2 separate regions of the Zea mays genome follow, and region 1 is linked to region 2. The links are chromatin contacts, called in public Hi-C maps. All regions are on one chromosome and are shown on one strand. Each heading gives the region's core, a stretch centred on a gene start, on an enhancer-like site or on the middle of the called end of the contact. The rest is flanking DNA. Distances are from core to core; before and after follow the strand shown.

Evidence for each region. Hi-C and Micro-C count contacts between places; a contact is called where the count stands out from the background.
Region 1: a Hi-C map of ear shows a contact between it and region 2, with 2.2 times the contacts expected there. The contact joins the enhancer-like site here to the promoter of LOC100194191 in region 2. A contact is called at or near these places in 2 of 25 Hi-C or Micro-C datasets (ear and leaf).

Annotation. Positions count from the first base shown.
Region 1 is chr7:84,458,290-84,463,904 of Zm-B73-REFERENCE-NAM-5.0, reverse strand. LOC100280067 reads left to right here. Exons shown (of 19, transcript NM_001361016.1): 14 at 81-306; 15 at 604-749; 16 at 1,082-1,217; 17 at 1,933-2,016; 18 at 2,087-2,179; 19 at 2,339-2,855. The coding sequence ends at 2,584. Among protein-coding and RNA genes, the nearest start is that of LOC100280067, 13 kb to the left of the region's middle. Within about 2 kb of position 2,429, at least 6 of the 20 cell types and tissues checked have an H3K27ac peak or open chromatin away from gene starts, as enhancers often do. A contact at or near this core is called in ear and leaf, where this site is marked.
Region 2 is chr7:84,250,290-84,256,327 of Zm-B73-REFERENCE-NAM-5.0, reverse strand. LOC100194191 (GDSL esterase/lipase) reads right to left here and starts at 1,494. Exons shown (of 4, transcript NM_001139236.1): 1 at 1,131-1,494; 2 at 920-1,053; 3 at 564-827; 4 at 1-466. The coding sequence starts at 1,383. LOC103632524 (a long non-coding RNA gene) reads left to right here and starts at 2,605. Exons shown (of 5, transcript XR_555993.3): 1 at 2,605-2,962; 2 at 4,263-4,496; 3 at 4,569-4,737; 4 at 4,818-4,907; 5 at 4,982-5,276.

The sequences.
Region 1 (5,615 bases), core at 1,180-3,679, 210 kb before region 2:
TGTGTTTCTTTTATGGGGTTTTGCTACTATAATTATGGTTTCCTTAATATTTCACAAAATTTCCATTTTTTTTTCTGTAGGGGAATAGACTTAACCCAGTGGAAACAACTTCTAAAAAAGGAAGCAGAACCAGCTGATATTGATAGTTTTGTTCATCATTTATCCGATAATCACGTATTTCCAAACAAAGTTTTGGTGGACTGCACAGCAGATACAAGTGTTGCATCCCACTATTATAATTGGTTAAAGAAGGGTATTCATGTCATCACACCAAATAAGAAAGCAAATTCTGGGCCACTTGATCAGGTAATTATTTGGCTGATGAAACTTTTTTATACTTTTGTCTTAAATAATTGTTTTTAATGATCACTGAACTGTATTTAATTGATTGTCAGTTAATTTGTGCACATGAATTGTATCAATGATTGTTATGAACTGATCATGGCTAATCCAAGAATCTTAAAGGCATAAGCCTCGAATCTTGGAAGACATAAAACCTGTGATTTGTGAATCTTAAGACATAATCACTCATTCCATACAGAATGCACATCTGCTACTGCAGTGTTTACTGATTAAGAATTTTTTACTTTTCTTTGGATACAGTACCTGAAATTGCGGACTCTGCAACGTGCCTCGTACACTCATTACTTTTATGAAGCAACTGTTGGTGCTGGCCTCCCAATCATTAGTACCTTGCGAGGTCTTCTGGAGACGGGTGACAAGATACTGCGTATTGAGGGCATTTTCAGGTTTGTGTGTATGTTTCTGACCAGGCTACAAGAATTTTACTGTGCCACTCTGCAACTTTGGTAAACTACAAAAGAACTATGGGTTGCACCACAGCTTTAGTGCCTTGTCCCATACGGCTAGACTCATTTTCTTGCCAAAATTTGTCACAAGCGTGGCTTTGATTTTGTTCGCCGTACTTTATGTGGCAGCTACAGTTTATTGGAGGTTAGTTGTGGCAAACTAGGGCACCAACCAAACCGTATCATTCTTTATTCAATAAATTCAGTATCATTCTTTATTCAATAAATTCAGTATCAATCTATTGATGGCTGACACAGAAGTTGTTTTGCAGTGGAACTTTGAGTTATATATTTAATAATTTCGAAGGAACAAGGGCATTCAGTGATGTCGTTGCTGAAGCAAAAGAGGCGGGATACACTGAACCTGACCCAAGAGATGATCTATCTGGAACTGATGTTGCCCGAAAGGTGGACCCTGTTTCTGTCAAACGGTTATTGAATATCATACTTATTCTTTCCTATACACTGGGCACTGTTTTTTCAATTTATCAGCACAGTAGACAGTTTCTGATTATTTTTCTTTTTTTCATTGAATGGGACAATTTATGCTATCTGTATTATGGATGGATCAGCAAGAGTCCTTACAGAACATATAAAACTAAAAGGTTGAGGATATGACCAGAGATAATGGGGAAAGTGTGTTTTGGACACTGAAGAGTATGGCTTTGCTGGGAAATTGCTGGAGCCAAAGGGCTCTCCTTGGCTGCCCCCCCCCCCAACATAGGTTGTTGTAGGGAGTGTGTGTGTTTTTATGGATCCTTTCATGTACGAGTGTTACTGACCTCCATAAGGAGTGCGTTGTTTTTTTAGGTCTCTTTAGACCCTTGTCTCTCTCTTCTTAATATATATCTAAAACGCAGTCCTCCTACGTTTTTTTCGAGAAAAAAAGTATGGCTTTGCTTGTAGGACATTATTATGTTTGATTTGTCCTTAGGCCATCACAAATTTGTAGTTTTTGTATCCAGGACACTAGAATACTAGATGAGGAAGAAAAGATTGTTATGCCCTCAGCTTCACACTTTTTGATTGATTTCAAAAGCAGAGAACCAAAATTACATCTATTGTACTTTATTTTCCCTCATCCTTTATTAGTTACTCATACTTCTTTTCCCTATTGGAATAGGTCATTATCCTTGCAAGGGAATCAGGTTTGAGGCTTGAACTTTCTGATATTCCTGTGAAGAGCCTTGTGCCAGAAACACTTGCAGTAAGATGATTCTCCTCTTAGCAAATAATGCCTTGTATTTCACTCTCCCTAATTTGTTTTTATCACACAGGCATGCTCGTCAGCAGATGAATTCATGCAGAAGCTACCATCCTTTGACGAGGACTGGGCCAGGCAACGCAGTGATGCTGATGCTGCAGACGAAGTGAGTAGACAGACCTCTCTTTCGGGATATATATGACAATTGGATTGTGCGATGTTATGAGATCTAGCTTTTGCTTTGTTGGATCCATTCTCGCCTGCATATTTCCAACATTACTTGAGCAGAGGTGATTCAGATTCCCTTCCCTTATTCCATCTGAAGGTCCTGCGTTACGTTGGAGTGGTGGATACGGTGAACAAGAGGGGACAGGTGGAGCTACGTAGGTACAAGAGGGACCACCCGTTCGCGCAGCTCTCCGGCTCCGACAACATCATCGCATTCACCACCTCGAGGTACAAGGAGCAGCCGCTAATCGTGCGGGGCCCAGGCGCGGGCGCGGAGGTGACTGCGGGTGGCGTCTTCTGCGACATCCTGCGGCTGGCGTCTTACCTTGGCGCTCCTTCTTAGAGCTTCCACTTACAGTTGTCAATTTGAAGAGGCAGATGGACAGTGCCCTGCATGATGCCTCCGTGTTTAGGCTTATTATGGACTTGCTCAAAGTTGTTCTGAATAAGTGCCAGGAAATAAGGCCTCTATCTATTTAGGCCTCTATCTTCGGGGTAGCTGACTAAGTGTTGTTATTGCTACGGAATCCAGAATTCTGTGAATTGAAATGAATTGTACCGATGAAGACTGTTTGCTTGTGTCTACTGGCTACTGTTATGTGTCGGTGTTTTAACCAGAGGGTCCCAACCAACAAGTGAATTTGTGCAAGAGAAGACCATAATTCTAGCGATGGTGGATGAGATTTATATTATCTTACACATAGGTGCTCATAGTAGGTGATACAAGCTAGTCGAGACAGGAGTAGGTCCTAAATCTCTAAATGATTAAGGCCGGTGCCAATACCAGGAATGGAGTGAGCGGTCAAGTGTTGTGTTTTTTCTCCCCCCTTCGGAGATCCTAGATTCCACCTTTTATAGTCGCAAGGGGAAGCCCAGGAGTACAAGGGTTGTCACGTAGTTGTTGTGATAAGAGATGAATCCGAGCCCTCTTAGCAGTATGGTCGGCGGGATGGCCCTTGTCCTTTGCGTCGTCTTTGGTAGGGCTAGATATGGTGCCACTTTGGCTCGGCACGTTGGGCTCGAGCTGGCTCATTAAGTTAACGAGCTAACTCGGCTCGTTAAGAAATCGAGCCAGAAAACCAGCTCGGCTCGACTCATTTGCGAGCTCGAGCTGGCACGTTTAGCTTGTGAGCTACAACAAAAAACAATATGTATATATTACACAACAATATAATCAATCACTAATTAATTCTAGATCAATTTAACACTTGAATAGAGTAATAGTACTCATAATTTCACATACCACATGAATTCAACACCTAATTAATGCAGTACATCACTTATTAGTTCATCCAACACAAGTGGAGGCTTTGTTTTGCTCACAAATGCTAGCTCATTTAAGCTAATGAGCTGGCTTGAACTCAGCTCGAGCTGTCTCGTTAACAAACCGAGTTGCACTCTTCACAATTGTAGTTCATTCATGAATTTTCATTAGCTTGGTTCAAATCTAATGAGCGGTTGTGAGATTTTTTATGCGGTTGAACTCATTTACGTCTAGAGCATCATAGAACACATTCATGGCTTGATCATTGGTTAGAATATTCTCATTGTCAATAAGTGATGGTTCATCTTGCTTCAATACGACAAACCCATCTCTAACAATAGGCCAAATCTTTTCTCCCATAGCTTTAAGATGCATTGATATTCTTATTTTCCAATAGTCATAATTGTTCCCATCAAAATACGGTGGCTTCCTAATGTGCACATTGTTGTTACTAGCCATTTTGTCCAACTCCAAGATGGTTAAATCCACAAATAATGGAGTCCAAAGCTCTGATACCACTTGTAGGATCTAGGACACCGGCTAGAGAGGGGGAGGGTGAAAAGACAGTTTTAACTAAAATTAAAGACATTAGAGAAATTTAATCAAAACAACAAGAGATATACATTTCCAAGCTATGATAGGCTAATAAAATATGATGAGTAATTTATGTCAATTCTACAAATGATAGACAATACACAAATTACTAACTACTTGCAAGTTGCAAGTAATAAGTAAAGAGTGAGAGAATGACACAGAGATTTATCTCGTGGTATCGGTGATTTGTCGATTACCCCTAATCCACGTTGAGGTGGAATTCAAGCTCTCACTTGCTCCACTATCAAGACACGACTTGATCTTTGAGCCTAAGCCGGACGGTCCGGGACCTGTCAATATGAAATGCCAGAGCACTAACCAAATTGAACAACACGAGCGGACTATCCGCCAACCATGGTCGTACTGTCCGTCCCTGGACCACGTACTGTCCAGGCAAAAACCCCGGACAGTCCGTAGTACAAAGTCATAAAAACACATCATATGGTATTTTGACACATGCGGACGGTTCGCCAACCCTGGCCGGACGGTCCGCATAAGAACACAGGGACATGTGCGCCAGCAGACCCCTCTAGCACAGTCGCAGACGGTCCGGCCTCATGGCCCGGACAGTCCGTCGACCCCAGAATTCAGTAATTTTAGATTGCGCTTTAACAAAAGACTTTGACTTTTGGAAACCGAAGCGCTGTTAGTCCTCATGCAAATACAACAATTTATGCTCTATGAGGCACTAAGTTTTACACCGATCAAGTTCATTGACCCCTCTTAATAGTACGACCATCTAGCCTACTAATCAGGTCAATTACTTCTCTAAACTCCCGATGACCGGCAAAAAAAACCTACGTTATACCTTTGCCTTCACTCGATCCACAACCAATGGTTCTATGTCTCCAAAACCTTCCTATTTCCTGTGGTCCAATCCTACATTCTTATTTCTCCAAGAACTATTAGTCCACAAGCAGTTGTCATTAATTACCAAAACACCACTAAGGGGCCTAGATGATTCATAGTCTCCCCCTTTTTGGTAATTGATGACAACACTGCATATTTTATAGAAAGTATATTTTGTTTCTCAAACCTTCCTTACATACTGGGTATAAGAAAGATTTGAGATGAGTTTTGAGTGACTTATCTTGATTTAAAGTTCATCTGAAATGTTGATAAGTCAGCACAGAAAACTCAAAATGTAGGAGTATCTCCCCCTACATGTGTGCATGAAGAATATACAGTTGAAGAATTCACACACATATTATATCTGAGTTTTGGCGGAGATCATCCTACAATCATGGTTATCGAGGTATGCAAGTATAATAATATGAGACATGGACGCAGCAAGAGAAATAACACCTCAATTAACCATTACAAGTTCATAAGATTTCGAACTAATAGAACCTTAAGAAGTCAAACAAAGTTTGAAATAACATAGTTTATCAACTCAACAATATACAACATAATAAAACATAAACATAATAAACATGCATATGTAATAAATGTCCGAATGTCCACATGCGAGCTCCCCTTGATTGTCATCTTCCCATCTTCATTTCTCTCCCCCTTT
Region 2 (6,038 bases), core at 245-2,744:
GCTGCTTGAAGTTGATGGGCGCTGTGTATCGGCCCGGGCGGCTGTCGTAGAAGTTTTGCGCGGTGAGCATCGCCCCGCGCTGGCAAGGGTGCACCCTGTCCCAGAACGCGTGCTGGTCGCGGTTGCTGCACACCGTGGCGTTGGGCAGGCAGTCCGCCTCGGCGCCGAACCTCCCGCCCCCGCAGCACGCGTCGGCGACGTCCGTGTACCCCGACGCCCCCGGGTCGTCGAAGGTGGCCATCGACAGGCCGTAGTAGTCGGCGAGCGAGTAGGTGAAGCCCGGCAGGCGGGAGGCGAGGCTGGCGAGCAGGACCGCGAGGGCGTCGTCCAGGCCCGACGCGAGCTCGTTCAGGCCGTCCAAGCACGCGCCCGTCTTCGTCCCGCCGGACAGCCGCGCCACGGGGACGCAGCCGAGCAGCCCCACGTTGATGATGGCGAACTTCCTCGCGCCCATGGTGTGCAGCTCCTGCAGTGCATGAATGATGGATGTAATGTATATATCGATCTTCTTGATTGCTCCGATCCGCCACATGCGTACGGAATACATAGGAGTGCATACTTACAGTGATGGTTGCTGAGTAGTTGGAGATGAGGCTTGCGTAGAGCGTGGCGACGTCACGCTGCTGGTCGGCAGCTGACTTGTTGTTGTGCGCAGACGCCTGCGCGGTGGCGAAGACGAATAGGTCGTTGCTGCCGACGCTGAAGAGGAAGACGGACCTGGAGAGCAGGAGGTGGGTCGCACGGGAGCCCAGCTTCGTGACCAACTGTGCCTTGGTGGACTTGAAGTACTGCACCTGCTTCGACAATGGGATGTTGTTGCCCGCGTTCTGCATTTCAGGTCGTAATTACATTTTTGATCTCGCTATATCTGATAAACACACACACACGATGCATGAATGAAATAACACTACTGTATTACAGTGGAGTCGAGGATCCCAGCTCCTCCGGAAGCATAGCTGACACCGCTGCCACGAGCTGTGAGGACCAGACGGCCGGTGCTAGGTGCCAACGACAGGTATGGCGGAGGACTAGACGCGAACCCCATGCTCTTTGCTGCACATCCATGCAAGCATGTATGTAGCGCGTATACAAAAAAATAAAAACATGCAGGAAATGTATTGTTTTGTTACCGAGGTAGTCAGCGATGTTGTAGCCATTGCTGAATCGTCCAGTGGGAACGGAGCCCGGGAAGTCGATACCGTAGTAGGGCTTGTTGGCCTGGGGCACGCCCGGCCCCGCCAAGTAGTTGTTGTTGCCCACATCCAGCGTGGAGTCCCCGAACACAAACATCGCCGGCGGTCGGCCACCTGCAGCTGCAGAAGCAGCGACGATGGCCGGCGCTTGCAGGGACGATAGCACGAGCAGGCACGGCAGCAACGACATGGCTGAGTGGCTGTAGCCCACCACCACCACCACGGTGGGTCACTGGTTCTAAACTTCTAATACAGCTACCTACTACTAGCCCACACTGAAAAAGCTGTGAGTTGTGTGGAGTTTGGTGGGTGAAAAGGGATCAGCTACGTGCTCCTCCTTATAGTCGAGGCCGTGCGAGTTGACTGATCGTATCTCCCTACTGATTCTCTGCCGGGCACGCATAAATAGTCGTTGACTGCTAGAAGGGGAAAACAAAAATGAGCAGGTCCTCGTCATCGTGTCGTGTGTGCATGTGCAATAATAAGGCCGGCTGGGGCGGCAGCTTTCGACGTTGCTGCAATATTCTGATTTGATAGATTTATATGCCACAACAAGAGGAACAACCATTTTCGCCGGTTGGCATTATTTTCGCCGACCAAATTTCAGTCATCGAAAATAAATTTTAATTTTCGTCGGCTAACAAAAATCGTCGAAATTTAATGTAAAAACGACGGCATGGTACATAAGAGCATCTCCAATAGTTATGTAAACAAATCCTTAAATATGAATTTAACAAGTTTTCAAGAAAAACTCTTCTCCAACAGTTATGTAAATCAGTTCCCTAAATTTACAAACTCCCTACAAAACTCAATTTCATCCCTACATTTACCAACCTTGTTGGGACTCCCTAAATCAACGTTGGTAATAAATCCATCGTGAAAATCACACTTTTACCATTGTTTTGCGTTGTCCCACTGTCCTGTTGACCACAAATCCATCGGGAGCGCCCAGATGTCTTGATGTCGTCACTGCTACACAACCTCTTACGTCGAGGCGTCGTCAGAGCACATCCTGTGATGTCTTCACGCCATCACCGTGACGGTCTGATCTTCCATCGGTAACTTCGACCTCTCAAGACATCAGAGAAGATTGTTGATATTGATTTCTACCGCCGACTCAGTTAAAAATAGAAAGCATGCTCGCTTATTTTATATTGACATAGACAACTTTTAAAATTAGCAACCAATAAATAGGGAACTGTTGAAGCACATACATTTTTCTACTTCTTAAAGTATTTTAGGAACTTCTTAAATCTATAATTTAGGGTGCTAAATTTACATAACTATTGGAGATGCTCTAATCGCAGAAAGTTAACGTATTTTCAGTAGCCACCTCAATGGCCACCGAAGGTTAACGTTTTTATAGGCCCCGTGACCTCCTCTTTCTCTCTCTTCCCACGTGCACTTTCCCCATGTCGTCTCTGTGCGCCACGCACTGTGGCCTTTCTCGACACCTGCCATATCACGCCGTGTTGCCCCCACCCGCGGTCGCCACCGCCGCATAGCGCCGCCTCCAGCCGGCCCCGTCCGCGCCCTCCTCGCCGGAAGCCCATGGTCGTGCGCCACCGCCACGCCGCACTCTCCTCGTCGAGAATCCACGCTGGCTCGCCGCACTGGCCCCGCCCTGACCGCTAGTGCCTTGCTGGGCCCTCCTCGCTGTGCCGCAGCGCCGCCTCCAGTGCAAGCCACACTTGCCTCACCACGCAGCCCTCGTCCTCGACTGTGACTCCGTCTGTTCACCATCACCATCGTGACACCGGCTGCAAGAGGTTAATATTTTGTTTGCATTTTATTATTTATTTTTGGTGGCCGATTTTAATTAGACGCCGAAATTAATGATTAATACTGTATTTATTGTTTGATTAGACATTTTTTATTATGTATGGTTAGTTAGTTGTTATTTGATTAGACCGTTCAAATATTGTTTGATTCTATTAACTAATATAACGTTTAACTTAAATTTCATATTAACATGAGTTATTCTTTAGTTTGATTCCATTAACAGCACATTTAATTTGGTTTTAGAGTTTAGAGATGTTTTAATTTAATTTCATAGTAACATGCTTTATTATTTAGGTTGATAAGTGTGTTATATTATTATTTTAGTCATTTCCTTATTAGCATGTGTTATAGTATTGTTTTTATAGCGAAACTTATGTGTCACTCGTTTCAGATAGGTTCGTCTCACGTGCTTGACATATGTGAGACGTATCCATATGAAATTGTCCCTATTATGGATAGCCTCGGAGTGACCGACATGACGCTGATTTATGACAAGTCAGTAGGACCTGAAGAAAATTTCGGTGGCATAACCTCACTGTTCTCCACTGCACCATACTTGGCGTGCAGCTAGAGAACAACGAGGTTATGCTATCGAAATTTTCTTCAGATCATGTTGGCTTGTCATAAATACGTGTTCTGTCGGTCACTGTTGGATGGGTTCAGGACCTATCCTTGCCTATAGATGTAGGATCGAAGCCCTTGTGAAAGTTGAATAAAGTTTTTATGATATGGTCCGCTTTAATAGCCTCAGGCATGTCAGAAGGTCGTGAATGAATGTACAATGGTTGGAGTAGTAATAGATGTCATTCTGATGAGTGGGTAACCAAGGCCAAACATTTTGTAGACCGTACGTTCTCCTTGTCATTAACCGGCACTGTCAGATCACCTTGTAGGCGACATGAAAATAGTACATTCCTTAATAAGGAAATAATTATCCTAGATCTCTATCAGTTTGGATTTATGCCCGAATATGAGGTGTGGGAAAATCATGGTGAGGTAGTACCCAGCCCGAATGTAGAAGAGGAGAACAATGATTAGGCTAGCGGTGATGCGATGCATGAAATGCTAGATTCGTTATGTCCATAGTTGAACCTCAGCTCTAAGGATCTTCCCACACCAAAGGTTTTGAGGTTTTTAAGCTACTAAAAACTCTGAAGAGTCATTGCATGAACACACATATGTGAGTATACTCGATTTTGTGACCCGACTCATGGATGGTATGAACTTGTGAATTTTTTCAATAAGAATCAAACTATGACCGAATAGCTAATTTTCTTGTTTTTCAAGGTATTCTATATTTACCGTTGTGATCGATTCGATGGAGTTGCGGTCTCGTGGGGGCTCTTCGTCGCAGGCGGGTTGTGGTAGCAACCATAGTCGACGCTCGAGCATGGAGGAGGCTGTGAGGGAGCAGCAAGAAAGGTTTCGTGAAGAGATGCGGTGACAACAAGTAGCACTTATCCGACAACAATCAGAGTACATGGATGCTTACAACGCACATGCGCAACAAGCAATGAACATGTGTGTCTTATTTATTCTCAACACGGTCGTATATATACTTCTCCTATAACTAATATATTGTATTTGCAACAGTCTTGGTTTCTAGAGCAGGCACAACAACAACCATTCGTTTTCCCTCAATTTCAGCCGCTGATGCCTCAATGGGGATTACATGCTCCGACACCTCCTCCAGATTAGATCCGTCGTTAAGTATCTCTATTCGAATGTATTATGAACAAGAACTTACTATGAAATAACTCCGGTGCGTCGATCAAATTCAATTTAGTTTAGACTTGTCGTTAGTATTAACCTTTCAAATCTTGACATAACTTGATTTTGTAGGAATTGGGGATTATAGGCAACAACATGACACCACTGATGATACCAGCACAAGGAGGAGCTTCTGGAGGGGAGGGGGCTACCACAGAGAAGGTTAGTTTGACAAACAATTCGTTTGAATAGTGGTCAACTTAATATTGTAGTTATCAATATCTTCTTTCTTTTAGACTCTAAACCAGATAGACGACTTCGTAAACAACTTCTTCGCTTCTGGATTTAGTGGTTACAACTCAAACGACCACTATATGTGATGATATAACTCTTGTCCTGAATTTGGCCGATGCGATGGATTTGATATAACTCTTGTGGTGAATTTGATATGAAATGTGATGGCTTCTGATATATTTGTGAGTTTGTGTTGGATTGTAATGGATTTGTGTGGTGCTTTGCTGGACTGTGATGTATTTGTGAGGAATTGTGGTGAATTATGATATTTATGGTGAATTTGTGTAATTCTGAAAATTTATGTTGCTGCTATAATATTATGTTGTGATGTGATGTATATTGTTAAAATTCTTGTTGATTTTACGTTTTCCATATATTTTTTTGCTTTGAATATGCTTATTTTTAGCGGCCTGATATTAACTACCGAAAATAAGCGCATATAGTATTCGGTGGCAAAGATACAACCCCAGAAAATAATTAATTTTTGGCGGCCTAGCCGGGGCCGCCGAAAGTAAGAGCTAAGCTATTTTTTTGGTGGCTAGGGACCACCGAAAATAGGCTATTTTGGGCAGTATAGGGTTTATTTTCGACGGTTCCTGAGCGCCGAAAATGATTGGACGTACTGTAGTGTTCAAGTTCGTTGGTATATAAGTGGACATATTCATGTATATATGAGTAACGAATTCATGATCCGTGGATGGGGTATAGTTAGGTCGATCGTCGACGTCCATCCATAGACCCGTAATATTGTTGTTGGTGTGTGCATGGGTTTGTACGTGTGGCTGCTATCTCGTGTCGTGTTCAATTATCCGATTGGTTCATGATTGAGCGTTTCAATTAATTTTTCTAATGCCAGTCACACATGCATGCATAGGTCGTCGGAAAGGAGAAAAAACATCCAACATGTGCACGTTGTAATAATTTCCTTGTTCGCCTATCCCCGTCACCTTCTTGGCTTCTTCTACAAAGTGTGTGTATGAGCATAAAGAGCTGATTTCCCTATACTACGTCTGCGTGATGAGCGAGCCAATTCATTTACAAGAATCCAGCAGCCTTGCA